Linked DNA regions of Bactrocera dorsalis: region 2 is linked to region 1. A link is a contact called in public Hi-C data. All regions are on one chromosome and are shown on one strand. The core of a region is the stretch at or near the end of the contact, and the rest is flanking DNA. Distances in the headings are between cores, read along the strand shown. Region 1 overlaps LOC105233761 (rho GTPase-activating protein Graf). Region 2 overlaps LOC105233761 (rho GTPase-activating protein Graf).

The links. Hi-C and Micro-C count contacts between places; a contact is called where the count stands out from the background.
Region 2: a contact with region 1 is called in a Hi-C map of whole body, with 2.0 times the contacts expected there. The contact joins two enhancer-like sites. A contact is called at or near these places in 2 of 2 Hi-C or Micro-C datasets (both in whole body).

The regions. Positions count from the first base shown.
Region 1 is chr4:13,526,559-13,533,223 of ASM2337382v1, reverse strand. All of the region lies in intron 3 of LOC105233761 (rho GTPase-activating protein Graf), which reads left to right. Among protein-coding and RNA genes, the nearest start is that of LOC105234232, 58 kb to the right of the region's middle. Within about 2 kb of position 3,478, the one cell type or tissue checked has open chromatin away from gene starts, as enhancers often do.
Region 2 is chr4:13,640,630-13,647,294 of ASM2337382v1, reverse strand. All of the region lies in intron 3 of LOC105233761 (rho GTPase-activating protein Graf), which reads left to right. Among protein-coding and RNA genes, the nearest start is that of LOC105233761, 19 kb to the left of the region's middle. Within about 2 kb of position 2,379, the one cell type or tissue checked has open chromatin away from gene starts, as enhancers often do.

The DNA.
Region 1 (6,665 bases), core at 2,229-4,728:
CACGAGAATAAATCCATAGTAATGCAGCTCGAATCATCAGACAACACTACGACTACAGTTAGGATGAGAGAGCGCATAGCTTTCGACTATTTTCGTTAATCTCTTACATTAAACTCAACGAGCCACCCTCGTGCCGGACACACGTCAATGAAAGTGAGGGTGAAGCACACCGAATTTGCGCGCGGTGGCAACTCTTACATGAGGAAGTAATTTATGTATTTATTTGTATTGTTCGTGTTGATATTGTGGTTTTTGTCTACGACTTAATTACCGTAGTGCTTGTAAAAAGTGACCTTGAATACTTTTGCTGTGGAGAATTTTAAGTGAGAAACTAGAGAATGTGGTGGAAAACACGTACAAGTTTACAAAGCAAATCAAATTAAGCGATCAACAGGCAGATATGGCAACAAGTGTTCATATACATATGTATGTATGCATGAACATATGGAGCTTTAGAGATATCTATGTATAAGCTTACCACTATAAATATGGTATTCACACATTTTACATTAGCATAAGAATCGCCAAAGAATTCCTTATAGAAATGACAGGTGATTCGCATTTGCATTTGTGTGACGCTTATCGGCTCATTATAGAGCGTTTATTGACGCTTTCAGCGCTGCTGAATTGTCATTCATGAGCTCAGCGCATGAAAGCTCAGCAAAACTTTCACTTAAAAGCTTCTTACAAACGCTTTGGCGCTGTCAGACTTAATTATGCGGCAATAAAGCGATGACTTGGTGATCTGATCAAAAGAAAGTTGTGCGTCGATCAAGCAGCCGATTTGTGTTGTTGTGATTGAAAATTGTGGAAGCCGCAGCTGTCAGCTGCGATGCGTGAGTCAAAGGTGCGTGCGTCGTTCAATTAATAAGCTCAATTTGTAGGCAGCGGCGAAAATGCGGCGGTTGTGTGAATTTCTTTTTTCTTCTCTGTTTGATAATATTGAATTTCTTATACTCTCGCCACATGTTGCTGCGGAGTATTATAGTTTTGTTCAACAATAGACCAGGGTCGATAAATTTTGAATGCAGATAAAATCATTGTTGGATGAAATACATTGGAAAAGGAAAATAAATCAACAAAAAATTAGAAGAAAATAGTTTACGTGCACTCTTGGCTCTAGAAGAGGTTGGAGAGCGGATCGTTGAATTTTTAAGGTTAAAAACAGTTTAAGTTGATTTCCGGAAAAACTTCAAGACATATTGAAAAAAGTTCAGCGGCAAAGTTGTAGGTAATAAAAAGATCTACAACTTTTGTATTGACACCCTTTTCTAATAACCTAAAAATATATGTAAAAAATCGTTCTTTTCCTATGGGCTCAAGCTACTATCATTTTTTGTAACTTTTGACCATTTTTATAGGCTTCAGCACTGGCCTTCTAATGGTTTTTTGAATACCTAAAACTGCCAGTAGAGAGCGAAATCTATGGTGGCCAAATTTCCCATGTTCATATTCGATGCGAGAGGATTTCATAGGACACGGTATCCAAGTTAGAAAATGGGCGAAATTCTGTATTTTGGGAACTACTCGACGAATTTGATATATAAAATTCTCTAGATGTGCCTAATACACTTAGTGAAAATCGGACTTCAAACACGTCTACTTTTCATATATAAAAATTTAAATTCAATCTGATTTTCTCATGTTATAAATCGAGAGTTCATGACTGACCATATTTATATTAAATCTTGAACAATTATTGCCTTTTAGGATCCATCTTACGCCTACAATTTTTCGAAATCGAACGGTAACTTTACAAGGCCCCATATACCAAATATGTGGACCCTAAATATGGTCAGACTGTTTTTGGTCAGTGTGGTATCTACGACGTTTGACAATTAAGTAATGAGACTGATTTGATTGCCGCGCTTGTGGTAAACCTGTGACCTTGAACAGCTAAACAGCTTCGGAAACGTACGCTAAAATTGTAAGAGTGTATGGCGATAGTGCTCTTAGACCCGGAAACCAAACACCAAAGCTCACAATGGTTGTCTCTGCGCGCCCCCGACCGAAAAAAGCTCGCATGAGCAAGTCGAAGGTGAAAACCATGATTATTGCCTTTTTTGTTGGCCGTGGAATCGTCCACAAAGAATTCGTTCCACCGGGGAAAACTGTGAATCCAGTCTACTATTGCCAAGTACTCGAAAGATTGCAAAAACGAGTCAACAGGGTGCGCCCAGACATCGCTCGTAACTGGATCCTTCATCACGACAATGCGCCGTGCCACACCGCCCTCAGCAAGTCCCAGTATTTGATCTCTAAAGGGATCACCGTGTTGCAACAGCCGCCTTATTCGCCCGACATGTCACCCAGTGACTTTTTTTGTTTCCTAAAACAAAATCGATGGTCAAAGGAATCCATTTTGAGTCGATTATGGACATCCAGGCGGCCGTGATGAGGGTACTCGCGGACATCCCAGTCGAAGCGTTCCAGAAATGTTACGAAGCATGGAAAACGCGCTGGAATCGGTATATAGCTACCCAAGGGCAGTACTTTGAAGGGGATGGCAGAGTTGTAGAATAATTTTCAAATATACGGATTTTATGGAATCCGTCTCATTACTTAATTGTCATACCTCGTATTATGGAAATTCGGAGAGAATATTTTTTTGATAACAGCTTGCCTTGGTCGGATAAAAATGCGGGTCCGTTCCCTTTACGCAAACACGACTGTTCTGTAAACTTATATTCTATATTGGTCAGTCTCTCAGGTATCTCAATAAAACTCATTGATCATCTATTTCTGCTAATGATGTGAACGTGCGATTACACCCGAACTTAGCGCTACCTTACTGCTTTTGTTTCGTTTTCTGGTTGTCTCTCTCTTGTGCTTCTACATTTTCTTTTACTCATTTGCTTCGTCGATTTCGCGCATTAAAGTGTTGTGACCCGCGGCTTCTGCATGACGACGAGATCAACGCACGATTAGCTTTTAACAACAACAAAAACAAAATAAAATGACTACTACAACAAAAACAAAATAAAACGACAACAACAACACGTCGCATAACACCACATAAGATAAGCAAAGGTTTTGTTTAAGCGTTTTATTGCCGATTTCACAAGAACAGCATCTCAACACAAAGCACAGCAGCGATAAAAGTAATAAAAGAAGAATGAGAAAAAACTAAAAAACAAATTATGAAAGGAAATAAAAAGCAGATTTGTAGGTAAAAAGCGCCGCAATCAAGAACAGCTTGAAAGCGCAACCTACCAAATTAGGTCAGCAAAACAATCTCACCTGGACCGCCGTCGCACCGCCGCTCAGCTGCTGTGCGCTACCCCGTGACACAGCGCTTTGTGCGCAATGCTTACAAATATACATCATACATACATATATGATGCTGTTTTTTCTTCTTTCTCTACATTTATGTTTGTTTATAGACATGTGTATGCGCTCATATGTAATCGCGTAAGTAGGTTCTACGCTGCTTGTCCGTCCGCTGTTGCTTTTCATTACTCTGCGAGCCGAGAGACTTTCTTTGCCGCGAATAAAATGCTTGCTTGCCATATAAGACACAAGCGGTGATTCGTCATATACAGGGTGTGCTAAACCACTTTGTTTTTTAATTCTCAATATTTTTGCAACAAAAACAAACTCAACTCATTCCCTCGTCAAGTTCCGGAGCCAAATTATGGACTAGTTTTGGGTATATTTACCGTACGCCACAACATATGACTTGTACTAGACTTTTTTCCAGCTCATAAAGTGATTTTTAAACACACTTTTTCAGAAGAGTTGCTAGAAACACACAACTTTTTTCAAGAAAAATCTTATTTTTCGTTAAAAAGTAACTCAATTGTTTTCGTGAAAGTATTGGTTGAAAGCAGTATCGAGAAATATACAATATCGTTTAATACTAAGATTGAAAGATCAGTTCATTGGCATAACCTTGAGCTCTTAATGAAGAGTTGCACCGCTCCGCAGCACAAAAAATGAAGATTGAAGATCTTTAACTCAAATGATATTTTTTCCACTTTGGTTCTTCCACATAGTTTAGCGTCTTATCTAGATCTCCTAACGAAAAATAAACCAAACTGTACGAGCAGCTAAACTTCTTAAGGGATATGGTTTAGTCGGCAAATGTACAAAATCGTTCTCAGAAAATTATTTTTCCAGATCGTTACAAAGGAATTTGCTTGAAAAAGAATTGCATAACTAACCTAAACTAACTTAGTGTTACTTTTAACTTATCATCCTCTAGAAACACATACATATGTTGAAGCACCCTGTTTCGCATACACATACTATGTATGTATTTATATTGCAGGCGATCTCGAGTTTTTGCGAAATCCAAGCATGTCATATTCCCCTCATTTCTTTTTTGCCTACTGATTGCGCATGCGCGTAATTACTTCTAGGCCTCATATAATTATTTCCATTATGTGTAGTCAGTCGGTAATAATAGTAGTGTAGAGGTTGGCAATTTTTAAGAGAATTATTTTGCAGTAAAATTTCTAATAAAAGTTGCCATTTCTATAGATTTGCTATGAGTATATACATTTTTATATGTATATTAAGGTGATTCAAAAAAAAAAATTTTGTTTTTTTTGATTGGTACTCGGAAAAATGGGTTCCTAGACACCTCTAAGAAAGCCTCTCCAAATATGAGTTTTTAATTGTAACGGGAAGGTCCTCCGCCTAACGGTTTTCTATTTTTTCTTATTATCAGATAGAAAAATTTATATCTCGCTTCCAACTACTTGAAAAAGTATCTTGTTATTTGGTTTTGTAGGAAATTGAATGCTCTAAAATATGGTCTCCTATGATTTTTTCGTAAACCCAACCGTTTAAAAGATATTAACGGTTGAAATTTGATGATTTTTGGAAAAATTCTTTATTTCTTAATAATTTTATAACTCAATGAAAAAAAATTATTACGAATAGGTTTTTGGAGAGGCTAACTTAGAGGTGCTTAGGAACCTATTTTTCAGAGTACCAAACGAAAAAAAAAATTTATTTTTTTTGATCCACCCTAATATGCACTGATTTTTGACGATGAATATCTCGTAAACGCTTAACTTTATCGAAAAATTACAGTAGACCATTTTTATAGAGCAGTAAATTTCCTACAAAACTATGAGTTTCATCATTCATAATAATTTTTTTTCATTGAGTTATAAAATTATTAAGAAATAAAAATTTTTCCCAAAAATCATCAAATTTTAACTGTTAATATCTTTTAAACGGTTGGGTTTACGAAAAAATCATAAGAGACCATATTTTAGAGCATTCAATTTCCTACAAAACCTAATTAACAAGATATTTTTTCAAGTAGTTGGAAGCGAGATATAAATTTTTCTATCTGATAATAAGAAAAAATAGAAAACCGTTAGGCGGAGGACCTTCCCGTTACAATTAAAATCTCATATTTGGAGAGGCTTTCTTAGAGGTGTCTAGGAACCTATTTTTGCGAGTACCAATTGAAAAAAAAATAAAAAAAATTTTTTGAATCACCCTAATGTATATACATATGTATGTATGTATATTAACTATAGTATCGCTATAAATATTGAAGTGCTATTAAGATTCTAATGCAAATAATTTTTTTAATCTAATTTACTTCATTCAAGTGAATCTCTTCAATTATTCGTCAAGGTCTGGCAATGTCTAAGTCTCTTCTTGGTTATCTGCGCTTTCATGATGTTCCAAAGGTTTTCTATGGGGTTTATATCAGGACTGTTCACAGTCTGCACCCAATTTTGCTAAATATTTTTTTATCTGAAAAAAATAAAAATGTTTATTAACCATGTCTTTCTAAAAATGAAATGTTATTAAGGTTATGCAATATAAAAAAATGTTACTTACCGATTTGGCTCGATGGCATGGCGCAGAATCATTCTGAAAAATTATGTTGTCCATATAGAAAAAGTGCTCTTCAATTGAAGGGACCAGGTTTTCCTGTAAGATCTGTTGGTATTTAATGGCGTAAATATTTCCATCAATCAAGGTCAAATGTCCAACACTATGATCGGAAAAACACCACCAGATCATCCGACTTCCCTCCTGCCTGACGGTACGTTTGACGCACTCATTACTGAAAAGTTCACCGACTCTTCTGCGAATGTACGACATTCCGTCTGAACCCAAAATGTTAATTTTGGTCCATCTTTTGTGCAGTTTCGCCCATTGGAGAAGTTTTTGTCGCATTTTTACCGTCAATAGCGGTTTTTAGGCAGGTCGACAGCCAGTTTGTCCGGCTTCTTGGAGGCACCGTCTTACTGTTCGCGTACTGATCTCGATTCCATTTAATTTCTGAACTTCGCTTCTGATGTCTTTTGCTGTTTTAAATGTGTTCTGAATACTAATCCGCTTAATATGGTGATCATCCTTGGCAGTAGTCTTCTTCGGGCGTCCGGAACCCGTTTTGCGTTTTAAAGACTTGGTATTCGCATATTTTTGAAGGAAAGCCCCGACAGTAGTTTTGCTAAAATATGTTTTATCAGCAATTTTACGTATACTCAAGTTTTTCGATCGCAAAGCCGAAATTGTGACTTTATCATGGTAAAAATGGTTCCCAAATATACCATAATCTTGTCAGCCGGCTGTTGCGTTTTTCCACGCTTTAGAGCGGGTTCATCATGTGCAGTCCACTTGTATGACTGTCGATTGGACTTCGGAGTGAAAAGATAACAATCTCCTATTTTCAAAATAGTTCATTACAA
Region 2 (6,665 bases), core at 1,130-3,629, 120 kb before region 1:
TTTCATGCAACTATGGGTTTTTTGGTTTAAAAAATTATCAACCCTGTTAAAATTTTAAGTTTTTTGTCCTCGCGACCCGTTTTGAGCAAATCTAATACATATAAAGTTATAATAATTTCAACCGGTGCGCCATTTTTTTTAAAAGTTAAAATTTTACATATAAAATTTAATATATATTTATTTTTATTTAAAATTATATAAAATATAATATAAGTTTTCTGGAAAAATTTAGAAAAATATAAAATTTATGATTTTATAGAAATTATTCATTATAAATTCTTATCAGAAGCCCCAACTTCTAAGTCAAACCAACCAATTCCAGAAGTATTTACTGCCTTACCAATTTCGCCTCCACCCCACTCACCACCTGTTATTAATGCCCGAAAGTCAAGTACACACTCAAACACTTTATTTGGTTAAACACTTGTCACACGCAATAAATAACTGTACTTATAAGGTATTCAGCTATCAGGTTCTGTGCGATCGATCGATTTTTCGTTGACAAAGTTTCAGTGGGCAGAGGAAAAGTGAGCTTACTACATTCTCTACAGCTTAATACCTTAGAATTGTTAAATATTTGATTTAATATTTGTATATATAATACATACGTATACATATATACATATATGTTATATCAGTGTATAGATAGCGGTAAATGCATTTGTAGTTTATTGTCAAGTTTTTTATTTTCAACCCCTAAGTGTCACCACTGTAGTCATTTATTTCGTGTTCGTTTGGAATTATCTACCTTAAAAGATGGAGGATAAAAATTGTGGAATAAGAAAATATTATTGCAGGATATCAATATAATCTAAGTAAAACAAAAATAACACAAAAATGAAACAATATTTGCACTAATTTTTCGGCGATCTAAAGATTATAAAAGTATATAATCTATATATATATTATATATAGATTATAAAAGTATTTATGAAACTAACGGCAAAAAATAAATAAAAAACAAGGAAAAATTTCTCATGCGTGCTTTTTTCATCAAGAAGCTGCTCATTTTTCGGAACCGCCGAAATCGGACTACTATATCATGTAGCTCTCATACAAACTGAACGATCTCTATCAAGTTCTTGTATGAGAAACTTTTTCACTTGACTAGATATCTTTAAGAAATTTGGCAGAGATCATTATCCAAGGCGTTGTTACGATCTCCGAAGAAATTGTGTAGATCGAACTACTATATCATATAACTGCCATACAAACTGAACGAACGGCATCAAGTTTTTGTGAGCAAAACTGTTTTATTTCTCAAGTTATCTTCATGAAATTCGGCATATATTATTATCTATGGTAATGCTATTTATAATCTCCTCATAAATTGTTCAGATCGGACTACTATAACACATAGCTGCCATACAAATTGATCGATTAAAATCAGAGTAAATATTTTTTTAAGTTCGTTTATGCTATAAAGGCACCTCTGAAGGGAGTTGCAGTTAAATTTTTTTTGTTTTTATTTTTTAATTATTTGTTTATTTATTTTTTTTTTTTAATTATTTTTTTTATTTTTTAAATTTTTATTTTTTTTATTTATTTATTTTTTTAATTTTTTTATTTATTTATTTTTTAAATTTTTTTAAATATTTTTTTTATTTATTTATTTAGTTTTTTAATTTTTTTTATTTATTTTTTTATTTTTTCTTATTTTTTTTACGAAAATATAATTATGTATGTGAAAAAAATGTAATTTATTTTCATTTAGCAAAACGAAAATATTAAAAAACACTGCGTGCCAATTTTACTTCATTACAACATACGCATACATACATACATATGTATGTATACATATACGAACCTTACCAGTCATTCGCTAGTCGATTTCATTTTCATTTACCGCTTCAAAACAGGTTTAAGGTCATGAGATTAACATTTAAGAAAACGTAAATATATACACACGCATACATACATGCCATATACATATGTATATTGTATTTACATATGTACATACATACATACATTGCATGATAAATACTCAATACGCGGCACACCTGTATGCTCTTACAGGCACACATATACAAACACGCATCGAATTATACACCCTGTACTTCAGCAAGTCAATACAACAACAGCAACAAGCGCTTTGTGCACATGATTTGGAGAATTAATTGCAAATAAAACTTACTAAATGCGTTATATTATCGGTTGTACCTTGGCTTTTGGTATATTACCCGTTGACTCGCTGATTAAACACACACAAACAAGTGCTTCATGGAGCAAACAAATAAATACCGCAGATAAAAATAATACGGCAAACAAAGCGCAAGTAAAACCAGATAATATGTAAACAGCAGCTACAGAGTAAAAACAGCAAAGGGCAGAGGAAGATATCGCGTCGGCAACAACAAGTGTGAAATTGGCGAGCAAATGCGGGCCCCATTAGTTTGTAATATTTATAAAGCGCCGATTTGGCGTAACTTTTCGCTTAACACACTCATATGCGGCTATCAAAGGCAAACACTGTGACACACAAATATACATATGTATGTGTGCATGTGTGTACATAAAGCCGTTGCGTTGATAAAAAGGGCGTACGAAGCTGCTGTGTGCTTGCTATTGTTGTTTTTCACTGCTGATAACCGATTTCTCCACAATACACTGACTCACAACTGCTTTTACTGCTGCTTTTACTCTGTTTCTCATTTTTTCATTGCCTTCTGCTTTTTTTTTGCTACAACAAATACTACAAATTATTACCGCCAGTTGAAAGCTTGCGGAAAATTTATAATCGATAGTTTTTCACATTCGATTGCGAATTTTAGTCAGACACACACATACATAATATGATAATATATAATATATTATGTTTGGGTGTGTATGTGGCCACTTTTATGATGACTATACGTTGTGGAAAATTACGGCAATTATTTTGACAGTGTGTGTAAAATGAGTTTGGGTGCGAAAAATTATTATTTAGCATATGAAAATCATTCGGTATTATATGCTGCCTAACGTTTCGAGCCCTTTAAAAGCGGTACCTTTTTTAAATGTCATTTTTATTATTCATAATCGTACCCTGAACAGGCTGTGCTGTCTTTGCCAACAACGTTTGTAACACTGTTCACGAAAATACCAATCTTTCTCTTACTTAGAATTATTAGATTATTAGACGCTATGAATATGAGAAATACAAAAGCAGTTGAGCAGTTTGATCCCTCCTATCCCAAAATCACGATTTGGTGATATTTGCGGTGTGTTTCAGATTGTTATCCCACATGAAAATATCTCCTTGTCTTCGTTCGAGTGCGATTATATACAGGCTTGGAAGCTATGAGTTCTCCGGCACATCACTATAATCTGTGGCACGCATTAAACCATCGATCCGTCGAAGTACACCCCACATCATCCCAAAGCCTCCAGTAATGCAGCTCCAAATCTCTTTATTTGACATATGTTGCTATCCTTTGCACCAACCGATTTGTCAGCACATAACCATGAGAGTCCATCTGATCCCATTTAATTAGCTTTGGTTTTAACGGACCAATTAACTTGGCGAAATGCTAATATTTTTGGCGAACTATAAGCGAGCCTTACAGTGCTTATCAATTTAGAATGGGTTTTCATCATCGCTCATGCCTTGAGCACATTATTTTTCAGGCATCTTCATATTCCTTGTCACTGAAACTAACTCCATGGAGCTCTCAAATGTCTGTTAGTTTCCACAATAAAGTGCCTGGGTATTCGAGAATCGTTCAGTTAACTTATGCGGATTGCCTCTACTCTTTCATAGTACTATTAAATTATTATTTTTTTATTTTATTTAAAAATCTAAGAAAAATTGTATGATCAGCAAGACGAGCTGAGCTATGTTCGTCTGTTTGTATGGTTTTTGAGATATCAATCTGAAATTTTGCACACGTCTTTTTCTCATCAAGAAGCCAGAATCGCCAATATCGGCCCATATTAACTGCCAAACAAACTGAACGACCAAAGTAAAGTTCTTGTATGGAAAAGATCTCTCCGAAATTTGACACCGATTATTGCCTAAAGTAACAATGCTATATTCGAACAAATTATTCCGATTTCATCACTATAACATACAGCTGTCATATTAACTGATTGATCATTGTCCAAGTCAACAGTACAATCGTCGAGCAAATTGTTGAGATCGAGCCACAAAGCTCTCCTACAAACTGGTCGAACAAAATCAAGCTCTTTTATGGAAACTGTTTAATGTGTGAATGATAATACACCTCTGTCTCGTCAATCACTATGTCATTGTGTAAACGTCTTATCAGCGAGCATTCTTCCTAGGTCTGAGAACTGAAAAAAGTTGTTGGTCATGAGTTCCACAGCATATGGTGACGTGAGTATCAATTCGAAACCCAAATCGTGTAATTTTTTCTATGTTTTCATTGAATGCATATCATTACCGCATTCTCGTGCACTCTTATTGAGATACTTCAATTAAAAGAGACCTATATCTTAACCAAACTAAATAATAATTCATAGCTATAACCTATCGTTCATTACTCTTAACTATATGAAATATTACTTACAGGCTGGAAGAGTGCAAAGTTCTTAGATCATACAGGGTTTGTCCGGAAAGTAACAGGACTGCTTTCTTCCGCCACGACTGTACTTCGGAGTGTGCGCGCACCGATTGAATCCGGTTGAAGGCGTTCCTAGCTAACGAACGCGCGGTTGGTCCAAGCACCTGGAGAGTCGGACAAACATGTTTCGTATTTCAACGTGTTTCTGTGAATGGTGCAAGCCGAAAATGCAACGTTCGTTAGAGCATAGGTACGCGATTAAATTCTGTGTGAAACTCGGTAAATCTGCGACAGAGACGTTGGATGTGATCAAGCAGGCTTACCCAGATGTTGCTTTAGCAAGAAAAGCTGTGTTTCGGTGGCACCAGGTCTTTTTGGAGGGCCGGGAAGAGGTCGCTGATGAATGAGCAAATCCAAAGTGAAACATCAAAGGCATCGTCCACCATGAATTTGCTTCTCCTGGGCAAACAGTCAAAGCCAAGTTTTACGTGGAAGTTCCCAAGAGACTCAATGGAAGGGTCAATCGGTTCCGAAAAGACATCGCAGCCGATTGGTAGTTGCACGACGACAACGCCCCGGCTTACACCGCCTTTCTTGTGAACAGCTACCTAACCAAGGTTGGCATCCTAATGCTTCCGCAGCCGCCCTACAGTCCAGATGTGGCCCCGGATTTATTTTTGTTTCATTAGCTGAAAAGGTCGACGAAAGGGGATCAAAGCAGCATGCACCTCGGCTCTCAAGGATTCCGGAGAAAGCCTTCCGTGACGCCTTCAATGCTTGGAAATCGCACTGGTAGCGCTGTTCAATAAATTTTTTTAAATCGACTCAGTCGATGTTATGTGTACCATTTATAAACTACAAAACGAATACAATTTTAGATAAAAACTGCAGTTAGCACTCTTTAACACTGATTTCATGGTAACGATCAGAGATCTTATAGCTCCAGTGTGAGTTGCATTGGATATATTCCGAGCTCCGACTGCATTATGTGTTCCGTTAACCAAAAAATCCAAAAAAATACCTCAATACCTTGGAATCTCACGCTTTTTTTATTGTCGCAGTTACCGTTTACGCGGTTATAGCCGTCGGAGGCAGTTTTAATATTTTCATTGGGAGTGTTTTTTTTTTACGTGGCGGGTTCCAAACCCAGCGCACAACCCGGCGGAGGGGATGCTTCGCTTGCTCATTATAGTTCGCCTTCTCATCATAGTTCGCCTTCAAACCAATGTTTTTTGGCTACTCAGAGTATGCTTGGTTTAAGACCGAAAATCGTGAGCTGCTTGAGCCATATCCAAAATAATCGTTTCTAGCCACTCCCAAGTGAATGGCGCTCAGACAAATCTTTTGTCTTATCAAACGCCGTTATATTTTGGTGTTAGATCTCTCTGTTGGTTAAATTTTGAATATGACGCCTTTCCATGCAGATTAAATTTTTGCCACCAAAATTGGTGCTCGTTTTGTCAGCGCCGGTAATTACAATCTGTTTTGGCGACGTTTTAATGAGTCTTGCAACTTTTACTTTTTTTTCCAGTTTTTCGTTAAACTATATGCGGCGATCCACACATTTTGTGGCGTTTTTCCATTTCCGAAATGTTAAATGACCAAACGCAACCAATTGACCGACTAATTCAAGGTTTGCCGAAAATTCGAAACGCCACTACAACAAAAATTTAATGCTTATAAATTTGAATTTGACGCTAAAACAGTTAAGCAAAAAGTGGTAATGAATCATAGCTCGTTAATGACTCGTCAGCCGCCGAGCGCACATGCAGCGCAGCGAGTTGACTGGACACGGCGTCGGCCGAAACAAGTTTGAGACAGCGAGTAAGCCGTAGGTGCGTATGTGTGTGCGGCAGTCGGTAGTGTTTTTTGTTTAATATTTTTTTTTTTTTAGTTTTCTGTAAAATTCAACGAGTGCCAGTGCAGGCTCGTATTGCTTCGCTCAACTGCCGTAGGGTGTACCTGCTCAGCGCTGCAACGAAAGATCGCTTACCAAAATAAACACGCTGACAAACCGCGCAGCAAACGAAAAATATCTAACAAAAAAACAAACAAAAGCATTTTTTTCGAAAAAAGATAAAAGTAAATAAATAAATTAGCCATATAAAGAAGAATGCGCAAACATTAGCATTAGCATGCCAGAACCGGATTTTCTAGCGCTGT